Linked DNA regions of Mus musculus: region 1 is linked to region 2. A link is a contact called in public HiChIP or PLAC-seq data. All regions are on one chromosome and are shown on one strand. The core of a region is the stretch at or near the end of the contact, and the rest is flanking DNA. Distances in the headings are between cores, read along the strand shown.

Region 1 (3,852 bases), core at 526-3,025, 200 kb before region 2:
TCTTCTTCTTCTTCTTCTTCTTCTTCTTCTTCTTTTAAGATTTATTTATTTTATGTGTATGAGTACTCTGTAGCTGTACAGATGGTTGTGAGCCATCTGTTCCTGGGAACTGAACTCAGGACCTCTGCTCACTCTGCCCCCCCCCCACTATTTTCTAATCCTCTGAGAGGCCCTGGCCATTTGGAGCATCCCATAAAAGGGAACTGATACCCAATTTGAAATACTGTATCTTCTTTTATCCTTTCAGGATAAATAATTATTTCTTTAGCCCAGTGGTTCTCACCCTTCTTAATGCTGCGACCCTTTAATACAGCTTCTTGTGTTGTGGTAACCCCTGACCATGAAATTATTTTTATTGTTACTTCATAACTGTAATTTTGCTACTGTTGTGAATTGCAAAGTAAATGTTTTTGGAAAGAGAGGTTTGTCAAAGGGGTCATGGCCCACAGGTTGGGAACCAATGCTTTTATCTCACTATATTTTAGTCAAATGTTGACACCTAATTGTATAAATTATTTAAAGATGATTGGGGGCTGTGTGTCAAGAAACTGACTTCCTTAATTTTCTACATATAGTTGAATCCAGTTTGATTCTCTTGTGGGTTCTTGCCCAGTCATAATAGGGATGTTGAATGGGTTCTAAGATGTGTGTGGAAAGTGGGAAAGTTCCTGGTCACTCTACCATGGTGGTCTGCTCTGTGGTGGATTCTTGGCTAAACCTACAGGTCTATTTAAAGGCAGGTGGCCCTGCCAGCAACTCCGTTTCTTTATGACGTGTTTAGCTACCAAAGCCCTTGCTGAGGCTCTCTACATATAGCACCTAGTAGTGCTTTTCTTATTTGCTAATAGATCCACCCTTCCCCAAGAACCAACCTGTCATTGCAGGTGGACTGCTATTGTGATCATGCACTGGTCTCATATCTTCATTCCATTTCACCTTTCCATCTGACTTCTCTGTTGCAGAGACTATTCCATGCTCAGAGCAGTTGGATACCCCATCTATCTCCCCCTTTCTTAGATGGTCTCTTAATTCTCTCAGTGTATTTAGACCAAGGGTGGAAAACTGACCCAGTGATCGTATTCATTGACGTGGCCTTTTGTTTTTCTTTGGTATTCATGGTTATGTCTTATATAGAATTTAAAATTGGAATACGTTGCTACAGTTTCTAATGAAGATTTTTTTTCAAATGACGATTTCATTTGACTATGCCTAGGGTTATTGAGATCTCAGCAGATACAACAAGGTGGGACTTTTATTCTTCCAGGCTATAGCTGGCTTGGGCCGAGCGTATGGCTAACATTTCTTTTCCTCATCTTCACACTCCCAGCATCCTGTTTTATCTTCATTACTGAGGCTAAGATCAGTCACCTGCTGTCATATATTGAACTTGCTTTGCTTTTTTTTCTAGTCTCCACAGATCCGACAATTTATAAACTATGGTCTGAATTTTAGTATGCCCAAATAACCTCTCTCCCCCTTTCTCCCCTGTCTCTCTTTCTCAACTTCAGCCTCCCCTTGTATGAGTGTGTGTGTGTTTAAATTCAGCCATACAAAGTTTCCACTGAAATATACAGAAAGCTCAGATACGTAAGCAAAGACCTGGCTACCAGCCTGGTAAGGAATTGAAAGATAACAGGACAGGGTAGCTTGTGTTCTGTGGAGGGCTTAGCAGGAATAACAAAGTCCAGGTGCTTTGCAGTGGTCGTCATGCTGTGTGATGTTATCAGAGAGCTATTTCAACTGACTATGACTCCTCTGATGATGAGGAAATGCCTAACTCATTGTGTGGCTTGCTGAGCCCGTGGCCATGCTTGCTGAATGAGTAACTGGAGTGAATGAGGAAGCCCTAGGTCTCTCCATGGTAGAGGAATAAGATGTGGGCATCGTGACCATAGTTAGAAATCTTCTGCGAGTCAAAATTATGTCCAATTATACTGAATTGATTCTGATTTCTATAAAAACAGCCTCAAAGTGTTGTATTATAACCCATTAAAACAAAGGTACAGCATGATTTAAATCAATTTGTGAAATTTATGAACCAGAAGATTTTTTTTATATTTATTTAGTGTGTGTGTGTGTATTTTCTGTGAATTCTCTCTTACTGTGTGATGGCTACTTTTATAAATTAACTTGACTGTGATAAGGGATACCCAGATACTAGGTAAAACCTTGTTTATGGGTATGTCTATGAGGGTGTTTTCAGAAGGGACCAGTTCTTGAATTGCTATGCTGAATGAAGATAGATCTGTATTAAGAGATTCATGGAAGGACCAAAGAGAAGAAAATGTCAGAGGATGAAATAGTTCCCACCTCCCTCTCCTTTTGCTGGGGAGTAGGACATCAACATTTAGGCTTTTTGATGTTTGTTTGTTTTGTTTTCCCATTCTGTGACTTATGCCAGCAATTCTACTTCTCTCATTTGTACATGACATGTTCTGCAGTGTCTGGGCTTCAATATGATATAATCCAATTCTCAGAATAAAAGCATATCCTATTGACTCTGTTTGCCTGGAGGACTCAGACTGATACACTGCCTAATTGATGTGAGCTAGTCTGGGTCTGTTCTTGTATTTCACACAATGGAAATTACAGAGTATGTACTTTTCTGTGGGTTTTTTTTTTTTTTTCTACAGAGGTTGGCAGATGTCTTATGTAAAGAACTCGATAGTGATGTTTTTGTCCTTGGCTTTGTAGTTCTGGTCTCTCAACTCTTAGGGCTGCTGCTATATAGCAAGCGCAGAAAATATGGAAATGAGTGGGCGTGGTCAGATTCCAATAGTGCTTTCTTTAAAGTAGATGGTGAACTAGATTGGGCCTGTGAACTGCAGACTGCCAAAACTTGCCCCAGAATAATATTTTTACTATTTATCAAGGTTGTTTTTTGCATTAGTAGTTTATTCTTCTTATTACAGAGAATTATTTTTGTTATGGTATGAATATACCACAACTTGTTTACCCATTCTCCTATTGATGGACATTTGGCTTGCATCCAATTTATGATAATTACGAATAGGGCTGCTATAAACATTCCTGTATGAGTCTTTATGAGAATGCATGTTTTTGTTTCTCTTGGCTAAGAACCTAGACGAGGGATTGCTGCATCACAGGGTGGATGGGTAGACAGCCTGAAAGAGCTGAGAGCTGAGAAGCAGTTTTCCTTAGAGATTGTGTCATGTGCCACTCTCATTAGCAGTGTGTGAGAGCGAGTGGCTCTGTCCTTGCCAACCATTTTGATGCGATTAGTCTTTTGTTTTCAGTCATCCTGGTAGTTCAGCCTCTCTTTGAATCAAGCTCTCTGTCCATAAGGATCACATCTCAGTTTGGCATTTCCTACACTACACCCTTTCTAGTGCCAACTCTTTCCCATTGTGCTTAGTTTATATCTGTCTTTGGATGCCTGGGAATCTTTCAGGCTACTCTGAACCATTGCTCCTGTTTGTCACTAAACATATTACCTTACTTTGGTTTCCCTGCCTAAGTGACATTTCTCTAAACTAATCTTCATCTGAACATATTACAGGATAATCTTACAACTAGAAGCTGGCCACACCACCTTCCATTTTCTGTCTTCTTTTTCCCCTTTGAGACTTTTATTCCTAAATTCAGTGCATGTGTGTCCGTATTCATCAGGGTTCTTTAGTGATATATATATATATATATATATATATATATATATAGAGAGAGAGAGAGAGAGAGAGAGAGAGATGGGGGAGGGGTGTTATTAAATAGCTTATAGGCTGTGGTCCAGCTAATCCAAAAATGACTGCATATGAAGGAAAGTTCCAAGAACCCAGTAATTGTTCCGTCCATGAGATGGGTGTTTCAACTGGTCTTCAGTATAGCTGGAATCCC
Region 2 (3,629 bases), core at 141-2,640:
TGTGTGGTTCCTCAGGAGATGGCCTAAGGAACACATGTTATTTTTGTGATGGATCCTCTTGTCTGCGTTACTAGAACTGGGATCATAGGCTCGCACCGTTGTACAGGCTGCATATACATGGGCATAGCATGTGGGTGCCAGGAGTCTGAACCTGGCCTGCGTGCTTCTACAGCAAGCATCCTTCCTACTGGGCCATCTCCCCAATCCCATAAGATTTGTTTTGATTCAAACACCTCCTTAGAGAAGCAGTTTTCCTGGAATTCAGCGTGCCTCTGACTTGAGTATCTGGGGCATTTTGTCATTGGTTCCATAGAACACTGATGTGTAGGCTTGGGGCTGCCGTAGTCAACAGTTACACTTCGAGTTTGATTGATCTCACTTTGTAATAATTCTCCCTAGAGAAGAAAAATGGGATGAACCCCTGAACTACCTCCAGCTAGGTTCAAGGAAGTACAGACATTTGATTTTTTTTTAACATTTCCATCTGAATTAGAGCCCCCATGGGTGATACAACTGAAAAACAGCATTTCATTCCAGGGAAAATAGGCTTGGCAGCCCCTCCATATACAAGTTCAACTTCAGGCCAAAGAAAAGAAACACTCATTATGTAACCAGATCAAATTATTAGCTATAGAGGAGAGTTCCTGGTTTGGTCTAGTCTGTTATAGGAAATAATTACCAGTTGCCAATGTTATTTGGTCATAACAATTTTTTATTCTAGATATTTTCACTTTGGAGACCTTTACCATGGTTTCTTATTTAGTTATATACTATTGCATAAGACACACAGTCATAAGGCAGGGTTGACTCCCTTCTTACTTTTCACTAGTATTCACAAGGAAAAGGGGAGGTATTTCTCTAAGTAAATAATAATAATAACAATAACAACAACAACAACAATAATACTCCTTTTCTAATTCCTGGATGAAGAGGGATGGGGTGGGAGGTGAGGAGGAGGAGCAGACTCCTTTAAATTACTGCTTAGGTGCTGAGGCATTGGGCTTGGGGATCTCTTTGTCTTCTGTATTCTTCTCTCCACTCAATGTGACCTTTGGAGGGTCCGCAGTGCACATCTTCAGCTTCTCACCCCGTGGTAAAGGCTAAGATTAAAATCATGTTTAGTGGCCATGACCTGAAAATGTGGTTCTGAAAACACTTGAATCACATGAGAAAATTACATTTAAAACTCCAGATGTTTAACGTCTTATACGGGTGGTAGTAGGGGGTGGGGTTGTCTGATTACCTTAGGTCACAAAAGCCACTGAGAGGCTATGAAAACTCTCTGCTCAGCCACAGGTCTGGTCTCACTTGCCTCCCTCTCTGTGTTAATAGCTGACTCCCTTCAGCCCTCGCACTTGACATTTGTTTTATGATCCATTTCCTGCATGGTTATTTGCTCACCCACCAAGAATTCACCAGGAATCTGGGTTCTCAGATGTGTGGATTCTGCAATGAGCAAAATAGACAAGGTTCCTAACCTGACAACGTTTATATTTTGATGAGAAGGGAGGAGAACAAAACCTCTGTTCCTTCAGGTGAAAGGCATCACAAAGAACGACATGTATCCACCTGGATACAGATGAGAATGGGATGAGCCAGGTTGCTTGTGGGTTAATGGGGCTTTAGCCAATGAAATGGGAGCGAATAGTGATCTGTGGCCTCTGGAGAGAAACATTGTTTCCTGACTTAACTTTTCTTTCCAGTGGCAATTGTTTTGAAAAGGGCAGAAGAAAGAAGTCTGTCTGGAAGACTCTCTCGGTAGAATTTTCATAGTGCTAATTATTTGAAGCTAGGGAGATTTGGAGATCTATTCTTAGGGCATTGTAACACTGGTCTGAATGGAAGCAGAGTGGGGACCAGGAGTGATAGGAACAGGGGCTGAGCTCACAGAGAAGGTGGGCTGGGGATTCCTCTCTGCATAGATGCTTGACAAATGAATTGACTGGAGAGAATAGAGAGCTGATGAAAGAAGAGCAAGACAACTCTTGGTACTTCACTCTAGGAAGAGATGTAACACAAGCCTTGAAAACTCCATTGATTTTCAGATTTTATTTCTTCCCCAAGATTTTATTAAAATGAACACATTAATGTAAGCAAGGTAATGACTTGCGCTGCTAGCATTGCTGTTCCTCGCCTAGAGTTCTGTGTTAGGCGTTGCCCACTTTCCATCTGATTTCAGCCTGTGACCAGGCTCTGCAGAATCCATCAACACGTTCATGCTGATTCCCAGCAGCGACAAAAGCCAGATAGCTTTCATCAGCGTGTTCAGATCTGAGCTTATTCCCCAAGGGCGGGAGGGTGGGGGTGGGAGAACACACTCGTTTTTTGTTCCCTTTGGCCTGTTGTGACTCTGTTTTAGAGAAACACATAAAGTAAATCAGCTCAAAGATAAAGAAATGTAATGTGTTTTTCAGCCGTGAAAATTGTCTTGGCTGCATGCAATTACTTTTTCCCTCAATGTGTAACACTGATGTTTAAATCGTACGACCAATAGGCACTCTTTATTTTCTTATTCATAGGTGTCATTCGGGTACCCAGTATATTATAATTTAAATTCTGATTTTTATATATAAACACATGAAGAGATGCCCTCTTTACACAAGTCAGATACATTCACGTTCACTGAGATGATTGCAATGTTTCTGCCTGCTTCAGATAACAAAACACGAACTGATTATTACAATGATGAAGATTAAATAGGTCAGTGATGAAGATTAAGTAGGTCAATGAGCCTTTTCTAGCATTTTCTATCATTGTTTTCCTCATTCTTGGAAAAACCAAATCTGGTAATTTCTTGATTCTATAATTTCTTTGTTTCTCCTCTGTGTTATTGGACCCCAGGAGCTGTGTCTTTGACTGTGTCTTGAACCATGCAAACAAACATAAAAGATAGTCTGACACTATCATTAAGGGTAAAATCTTCTGCTCGGGAGAATAAAATCTCTGGCCTGGGTATAAACCTGATGCTTCGGTTGGGTGGTTCAATCCCTTTGGGCAAGCGATCATTCCGAGAAAGGCCCGCTCACCTTCAGCCATACTAAGGAGATAGGTGGAATAATTAGTCCTTTACTGAAACACTGTACATTTCCTTCCCGGTATCCCTGCCCCTGGTGCAGTACCTCATGGACCATGACCCATGAGTCTGCCTGCTCTTCTGATTTACTTAGAAAGACGTATATTTCATCGCCTTCCTATCTCATGCCTAACCATGCTTTCCTTGACACTTTGGGATTTCTCCCCCACCCCCACATTTTGGGCTTCCTTACTCTGCTTTTAAAGCTTCTCTGCTGGCCATGTAGCTGCTTATCTACCATGTGCCCGACCTTTACAACACTTTAAACAGGTCTTTCTTCTCCATTATCTTTCTGTGGGCAGCAGCTGAAGTTTACAGCTTGCCTATCCAGGGGTTTCTCTTTTAAATATAATAAAATGGTCTATTCTGGGCTTTTGTTTGAATCTATTCTTAAATTATTTTACTACTGCAATTAAGAAGCCCAAGTTGGGACCCCAATTATACCTGTATAACTGCATCACTATCCTGTGAGTGAAAGAATGTGAAAGTCCCTCACTGGCTAGATTCGAGTTTTGATACTTTGTAGTGAAAGGAGGCTAAGCTATTGAAGAAGCCT

What was found. HiChIP or PLAC-seq counts read pairs in DNA pulled down with a chosen protein or histone mark.
Region 1: a contact with region 2 is called in an HNF4G HiChIP or PLAC-seq map of pancreatic cancer cells. The contact joins two enhancer-like sites. A contact is called at or near these places in 2 of 115 datasets of contacts at active chromatin or transcription factors (embryonic fibroblasts and pancreatic cancer cells).

What each region holds. Positions count from the first base shown.
Region 1 is chr1:72,068,569-72,072,420 of GRCm38.p6, reverse strand. No RefSeq gene overlaps it. Among named protein-coding and RNA genes, the nearest start is that of Gm4319, 53 kb to the left of the region's middle. Within about 2 kb of position 1,775, at least 49 of the 459 cell types and tissues checked have an H3K27ac peak or open chromatin away from gene starts, as enhancers often do. A contact at or near this core is called in embryonic fibroblasts and pancreatic cancer cells, where this site is marked.
Region 2 is chr1:71,863,557-71,867,185 of GRCm38.p6, reverse strand. No RefSeq gene overlaps it. Among named protein-coding and RNA genes, the nearest start is that of Gm8883, 23 kb to the left of the region's middle. Within about 2 kb of position 1,390, at least 36 of the 459 cell types and tissues checked have an H3K27ac peak or open chromatin away from gene starts, as enhancers often do. A contact at or near this core is called in embryonic fibroblasts and pancreatic cancer cells, where this site is marked.